Regions from separate parts of the Mus musculus genome. Here region 2 is linked to region 1. The links are chromatin contacts, called in public ChIA-PET maps. All regions are on one chromosome and are shown on one strand. The core of a region is the stretch at or near the end of the contact, and the rest is flanking DNA. Distances in the headings are between cores, read along the strand shown.

The links. ChIA-PET counts read pairs in DNA pulled down with a chosen protein or histone mark.
Region 2: an RNA polymerase II ChIA-PET map of memory CD8 T cells shows a contact between it and region 1, with 12 read pairs. The contact joins the enhancer-like site here to the promoter of Zdhhc2 in region 1. A contact is called at or near these places in 1 of 484 Hi-C or Micro-C datasets (embryonic stem cells), 3 of 115 datasets of contacts at active chromatin or transcription factors (effector CD8 T cells, embryonic stem cells and memory CD8 T cells) and 2 of 9 other capture datasets (adipose tissue and pancreatic islet).

The regions. Positions count from the first base shown.
Region 1 is chr8:40,421,719-40,425,359 of GRCm38.p6, reverse strand. It overlaps Zdhhc2 (zinc finger, DHHC domain containing 2), which reads right to left and starts at 1,545. Exons shown (of 13, transcript NM_178395.4): 1 at 1,191-1,545. The coding sequence starts at 1,317.
Region 2 is chr8:40,583,341-40,586,981 of GRCm38.p6, reverse strand. All of the region lies in intron 6 of Mtmr7 (myotubularin related protein 7), which reads left to right. Among named protein-coding and RNA genes, the nearest start is that of Mtmr7, 50 kb to the left of the region's middle. Within about 2 kb of position 2,096, at least 101 of the 459 cell types and tissues checked have an H3K27ac peak or open chromatin away from gene starts, as enhancers often do. A contact at or near this core is called in effector CD8 T cells and memory CD8 T cells, where this site is marked.

The DNA of each region.
Region 1 (3,641 bases), core at 296-2,795:
TTATCATCTTGACACCATTTCTCATAGGACCGACATTTGGAGCTGAGATGGCTTCAGAGAAGGTTTTGCACTTCATGCACGAAGCTTTGAAACTACTCAAGTTGCAAAGCTTTAAGGAAACAGACCCTATTTCCTCCTTGTCCCACCCTAGGCTAGTACTTGGTTAGGGCAAAGGTTAGTAAGTTCAGTGGGTAAACATCAGACAAAATATTCACGTATCCCTGGCAGAAGAGTCATCCCCTGTGTGAACATTTCTTCCTGATAACACACATCAGCTTTCACGGAACCTCCTAAGGCAGAAAGTTTACATTAAGCTTCATAACTGTATTCCCTGCTTATGAATAATCAACCTTAAAAAAACAAATCTTCAGTGCTGAAAGTGCCCCACCCACCAATTCAGGAGCTTTATCTTGGACTGGGGCACTTGGTTCTCTGGATGCTATGCACTTCAGATGATGGTTTTCCTGCCCCGCTCTCTATTTTCCCAGCATCTAAACTATAGTCTTCTATATTTCTCACAGGTCTTCGAAAGATACTTTCTAGTGGCTCGCCCTTCCTGCCTCCTTTTGAATTAGAAAGTGGCTAATTATCAACCCTCAAACCACACAGGCGGTTACAACGCTCGTGAGTACTGTTATCATTTTTTAAAAAGTGGGTCTATGGCCATCAGAAAAGAAGCTGGCTCTGCCATCCGAGCGAGGTTAAGGCCAGTGTTTCCCCATCGCATATCTGGCGCAGCTCTGATTCTTGGCCCAGCCTTCAGGGCAGCTTCTCCGGCCTCCAGGGCAGCTTCCCAGCCTCAGTGACCACAGTGGTCCCCTGTTCTGTCCTGCTCGGTGAGAGGGTGTGGCTGGGGTGGCAGTGGTGAGTAAAAGGCAGAAGGGGGTACTCCTGGCCGTGCGTCCTGGGGTGGAGGTGACCCAGTAACCCAAAAGCGGCAAGGGGAGACCAAGGGAGTGACAGAGTGCAGGAGGTCTCCAGGAGGCCGGCTGACCTCCGCTTGGGGTGGTGGTGGTGGGGAGAGAGGTTTGGGGCGGCAGGCAAGCAGGTATTGGGAAGCGCCCAGGGCGCGCGGCGGGGTGGGGAGAACCCAGCGGATGCACAGAGTGGAAGCAATCGCAGAGCGGGGCTGTAGTCCCGGGACCGCGAGGGGACAGCGTGTGGGGTTCGGGACGCGGGCACCCACTCACCTATGCACAGCTGGATGGCGTAGGCGTAGTAGGACCAGCCCAGCAGCAAGCTGATGAACACCACCGGGATCCAGTAGAGCACCCGCCGGCACCGCCGCCTCACGCCGCCCGAGCCCGAGGGCGCCATCTTCCAGCCGCAGACACCTGCCCAGCTCTGCCGCCGCCGCCGCCCGTGGGCCTGGCTCGGGGCCGGGCTCGGGGCTCCCGGAGCACCCGACGGGACAGGCCCGGGGGCGGCGGCTGGCTGTGCTGCGGCCACCGCGGCCGCCGTGGCGCTAGCTCCCCATCCCGCGGCAGCGAGCGGGCGCCGCGGACTCCCGCTGCTCTGCCGGGCTGAGGCGGCGGCTCAGAGTAGGAGGACGAAGGCGACGAGGCGGCGGGAAGCTCCGCTCCGCCCCCGCCTGGTCCCCGCCCGGTCCCCGCCTCGCTGCCTCCCACTGCGCGGCGGGCTGCGCCCTCGGGCGGGTGCAGGGATCCGGACGCGGACTCCCACGGCGCCCTCGGACTCTCGGCTACCCGTGCGCCCTTGCCCTGGGCCACCGCAGGGGCGCTCGAGGTGGCGACCCGGTGCCCACCTTGGCCCTCCCGCCCCTGCACTTGGCCCTGGATCGCGGGACTGTGATGAGAATTGACACTCGCTTTGGGTCACCCTCCCCAGCCGCAAGCCACTCCCAGGGCGCGGATCGGAGGGGGACGAGCTGCAAGGTGTCGCTTGTAGGAGGACGAGCGTCAGCCCCTCTTCGCCCCGCCCCCGGGACCAGCCAGTTGCTATCCCACTCCTCACCGGCCAGGCCCAGGGAGGATTGCGCCAAGTCCTTAGGCGCCCAGGCCCTCACCCTTGCATCTGTCAGGAAAATTCTCGCTTTAACTTGTGGGTGCCAGTAAACTGGCTGAGAGTAGCCAAAGTGCGGTCAGTTTCCAGAACAGACCAGCGAAATGATGGTGTTTGGGCATGAGAACGCCTACCTAGGTGCCCAGATCGCCATGAAGAGGGTTGCCAGAGGCCCTAGCCAGAGGGAGCAAGTTGAATTTTACGTTGTGAATCCATTGACAGTAACTAGAGTTAGGGCTGGCAGATCTTTGCTGAGAGAAGATTCTCTCTTTTTGTGTTAAACTGTCTTGTGATTCTAAGAGTAAAGTTTACCGTCCCCATCTCCCAAGAGCCAAGCGATTCCTTCTCTGCGTTCTTTCCCATCCTATCCAGCCTGACAGTGATTTTGGTTGTGATAGCGATTCTAAATTTAGCATATAGTAGAGTTTAAAGCGGTTGTCAAAACCACTGGAACGTGATTCTAATGGTAGTTAGAACAAACATCCCACAGTTAATTGTTGGTGAATGGGAAAGGAACGTGTTTCTGAGATTACTCCTCCCATTATATAAACAATTAGTATGTGTAACAGGTACCAGATATCATTAATGAATACTATATTTACTCCACACAACCAGATTGGGTAGAATTACTTGATAAACGTGATAAGAATGCTGAAGTATAGAAACCCAGCTCCAATTATGTCCTCCTGGCTTTTCAATTATCTTCCCAAGACTGGATTAAATATCAAGCCAATGTTCCTGAAACAGCTACTGCATCAACGCAGAAACAACCTCGCTCACCGGCACCCCCAGAGCTCCCTGGGACTAAACCACCAATCAGAGAAAACAGGAGGTGGGACTCATGCGTATATAGCAGAGGATGGCCTATTCGGTCATCAATGGGAGGAGAGGCCCTTAGTCCTGTGAAGGTTCTATGCCCCAGTATAGGGGATTGCCAGGGCCAGGAAGCGGAAATGAGTGGGTTGGGGAGCAAGGGGAGGGAATAGGGCATTTTCGGAGGGGAAACTAAGAAAGGGGATAGCATTTGAAATGTAAATGAAGAAAATATCTAATAAAAAATAAAAAAGAATTTGAAAAAAAAAGTACATAGGAAATAGTAGTCAGACTCATGATGGACTTTAAGTCACTGAAATGTTCTTAGCCTGTGAGTCACTTTATTTTGCTGTGATGTTTTATTCTGTTTGGATACTCTCTAGGGCAGATTAAAATGAAAACAGAATTTCCCCTGCTATCCTTAGCTCCTCCCCTAGAAATCAGCTTCACATCTTAACCAGATTAGAATAAGGAATCGAGGGGGTAGCTCCCCTGTCCACGTGTTTAGCATGTTTGAGACCGTGGATTCAATATCCTCTACCAACTTCCAATTCATAAAATAATGAGACCAAAGGGGGGGGGCAGCTTGTGATTCCCATATCAGAACCAAGATACCTCGTAAAGATGAGCTAGCTGCTGGTGAAGATGAATGGACATTACTGAAGACTCAAAGGAGGTCGACCCCACCCTCAATCCTGGGAGTGCCACTGTGCCCTTCAGATACCCACTGACACCTGTACCATCCTCCATAGTCCTTCAGGGCTTGAGGTCAGCCAGGAGGAGCAAACATCCTACTCAGCTTTCAA
Region 2 (3,641 bases), core at 847-3,346, 160 kb before region 1:
TTGACTGGTAGCAACCCTTTGCCTTATCTGTAGAGGGTTGTTCCTGGTCTGATCAGACCATGGGGCCACCAAAGGGCTGCTCTCTGCTGCATCTCAGCTCCTGAAGGGGCTGAGTGTGCTGAGTACATTTCTGTTTCCGGTTTTTACCATTGTGCCGGTCACACAGTAAATGGCTTACTGTTTAGGTTTGCAAGTAGTTTGGCTGTGGATTAAATGTCAGCGGTGCTATTCAAAACAGGTTACAAGGGAATAAAAATATGACAGAGGAAAAATAGCTTAGTTGGTCAAGTCAGTTTAAAATGAAAGCCATTAAGAGTAAGAGCTTCGTGGCATAGTCAGTTGTAGATGTTTATAGACATAGTCTTCACATCATACATAATGGGCCCTGACTTTCTAGTAAGCTTTCATTGCACAACATAGATCAAATCTCTGATCCAGGGGTGAAGGACTGGAAGAAGGTCTGCCCTTGAAAGATGTGACAGATTAACTTCTGTTGCCTGTCAGTTTCTGCCTCTGTCTGAATCAGGTGCAAACCCCTTTCTCCAACCCTGACTGCCCTCCTCCCCGCGCCCTGTATCTTTTGTGTACGGTAGAGCTGTTCTGTATTTTCTGATAAGTTATGTGCTTCTCAGAGGACATTTTGCAGACAAACTCAGGCTTCAGGGCTTTACTGAGTGGAGACTGGAAATCCTTTTCCTACCCTACTTTTCCAGCTTTAAACAGGGATAAACAGATTGACCTCCTAAGAGCCAGTGATCCAAGTTAGGTCCCTGTAGTGTAAGTCCTTATTAGAACGTGGCAGCCACAGGACCAGGCCTTGTCTGTATTTAAAGCCACCTTCTTAGTCCTAAGGATTCAGTTTGAAGGGTATATTTAGTACTCACTTTGTTTATTGTTAAGTGGTAAGAAGTTGACTCTGATCCAGTAGATAAAGAAAGTTGGGTGCTCTCTTCTCAGGTGCAAAGATGTGGCTTGTAAAAACTGCTTCAAGCTTTGTGTTCCCCTCCTCTCTCCCCCTCTTTTCTCTCCCTCTTTTCTCTTTCTCCCTCTCTCTTTTCTTCTATCCCTCTCTTTCTCCCTCCCTCTCTCTTTTCCTCTCTCCCTGTCTTCCCCTCCTTCCTTTCTTCTTTTTTTTCATGACCACGTTGGTTGATTCCCACCCCTCAGGTGCGGTAGTTTTCCTAGGCCACCAGGAAAGTATGCAGATGTTTGCCACAGAAGGGTTGCATGGCGGCATGCAGGTTGTCCTCAGTCCTTGCCTTCTGCATCCAGCTTTATTTCCTAGTATAATAATAATAATAATAATAATAATAATAATAATAATAATTAATAATAATAATAATAATAATAAAGACAAAGGCTTGGGAGGCAGCTCCCAGGGTCCTGATCCTTGGTCTCTGAGCGGGGTTAAGTCCACACAAGGGCTTCCCAAGCCACCCACCCAGATGAAAGCCTTTTGAATTGTTTGTTCACTGATGGGACAGTGATGGGCCGCAGAGGCAGTGAAAGCCTTAAGTATGTACTGAGAAAAGTCTCCTTGGTCTCAGCTGTTGCTAGAGATTGGTACATTAACACATGGAATTGAGTCAGAACGGTATTTGTGGAGGTCTAAGACAAGGACCGTGTCTCTGTACTTCAGCCTCTTCTGTCAGATATGCTGGCATTCTGTTGAGCTTGCAAAAATGTTCAGCACGTTCTCATTTCACTCTTGGAAGAATTCTGCAGATTGGGAGGCTTCTTGTCTTTTCCTGGACTTAGCTTTAAAGAGGTTAGGTAATTCACTGAGACCACACGGTTTAGACCCAAGGCCACATTCAGTTAAATACAAGCTTATTTGACATCAAAGCCAGTGGCTTTTTTGTTTCTGTTTCCCAGAACATCTCTAGGGGACCCTTGTCCCCGCTTCCAGACTCTAGAGGGTTGACACCTAAGTTGATCACACACCCAGCTCCAGGCTGAGCCAAAGTCACCTCAAGCCAGTGGAGCAGGAGGGCTCTAAGCTGTGTGCCTGCCTACCAGCTATGGAGGAAGTATGAGTCCTGAAGTTAAGGCTGTCATCTGTCTAAGCTATGGAGGAAGTGTGAGTCCTAAAGGCAGGGGCAAGGTTGAGTCAGTCACCTGCTTCTGTGGTGACCGGCCCTGTGACATGCCTCAGCTCCATGGACTGCTTTGTGGTTGTGGCCTTAGTGTCACGGCGCCAGGGGTTGTTTCATTGTCTAACAGGAAGTCATAGGGTATTTCTCTCTTTCTTGGTAATGAGGTAATGTCTATTCACTGGGTCCCATGCAGGAGACATCTTCAAGATACAGCTATGAAGTTCAGGGTACCTGAAAAGTGGGAACCTGGGATCTTATTTCCTGGTTATATGCATAAAGTTTGAAGGTGGCCATTGACAGAGGAAAGAGAGTGGGAGAGAGACATTTGTGTTTTGTAGCAGGTGAGGGGAGAGTCTTCAGTCCTGTTCTTTGTAAGTGCAAGGATGGACAAATATCCTTTGGCTTAATTTGGACCTTAACAAACTTGATAAAACCTTGCTAACACAGCTTACCTATCATGGAGGCCCCCGGAGAGGGACCTGGGGCTAATGTAGCTGGCAATGGCTGCTGGTCTAGGCTCAGGCCACAGTGGATCTCGTATGCGAGTGAAAGGTGGCACAGTACTTCTAGGAGCCTATACTGTGTGCCTTAGGAAAGTCACCCTTTGGATGCCTATGCGGAGAAGGCAGAGACAGCCAGTTATTAGCAATCAGAAGCACTGTCAACCAGTAAGACAACTGACATTGCCTAGCTTTGCAAAGAGCTGTTTATCTAACTGCATCTCTTCCACATGGTCCCTTCTACCAACTACACAGAGCAGGCGAGCCTGTTAGAAGCCACGGGAAGGGAGAGCCCTCATCACCTCACGGAGCCTGTACCCAGGGAAAGAGACCGTTTTGCATCATATATGGGTTGAAAATTTAAATTAGCCTGGATCAAGATTTCATCCTGTACTCTTAAATACGTGAAAGATGTCCCTGGATGGCGAAGGGGACATTTTGAGAAGCTTATTTGTAGGTCATACCTGTAGGCAATAAAATCATCTAGTATTTCCAAGAGTGTGCCACAGTTAAGTTAGTGAGGAGAAGAAAGAGCACTCTTTGACACCTGTGCTAGGCTTTGGCCCAGTTCTCCTAAAGGTAGCTGTCTGTCTGTCTGTCTGTCTGTCTGTCTCAGTCTGGAATATCTTTTTTGGGTGTTTATTATTTCTAAACCTGTGTTTCTGCTTTGAAAGTTCAGCTTTTGCCACATTAAATAAGTAGAGCTCCTAAAAAATAGTTTGTATGATAGATTAAATATCGCCACCTTGTGTTTGTTATGTGAATTACAGACTGACTTTGAAGAGGTTTTCTCCTACTTGCTTTTAAGGAAAACTGCCTGCCGTTTCTCCCATTGTAACTCCTAAGTGATTTAAAGTGTGAGCATATGTTATATATGCAGGAACTGTAGTAGTAAGAGTGCTTTGCTTATCACGTATTATACATGTTCAGAAGAGATGGGGCGGGGCTGATGAGAAGGCTGGACCTTGAATTTAGATGCAGAATAAGTGTGTAGTTCATATAACATCAGGCTCGTTGGATCTGTTGATTTGTTGCATTTAATGAA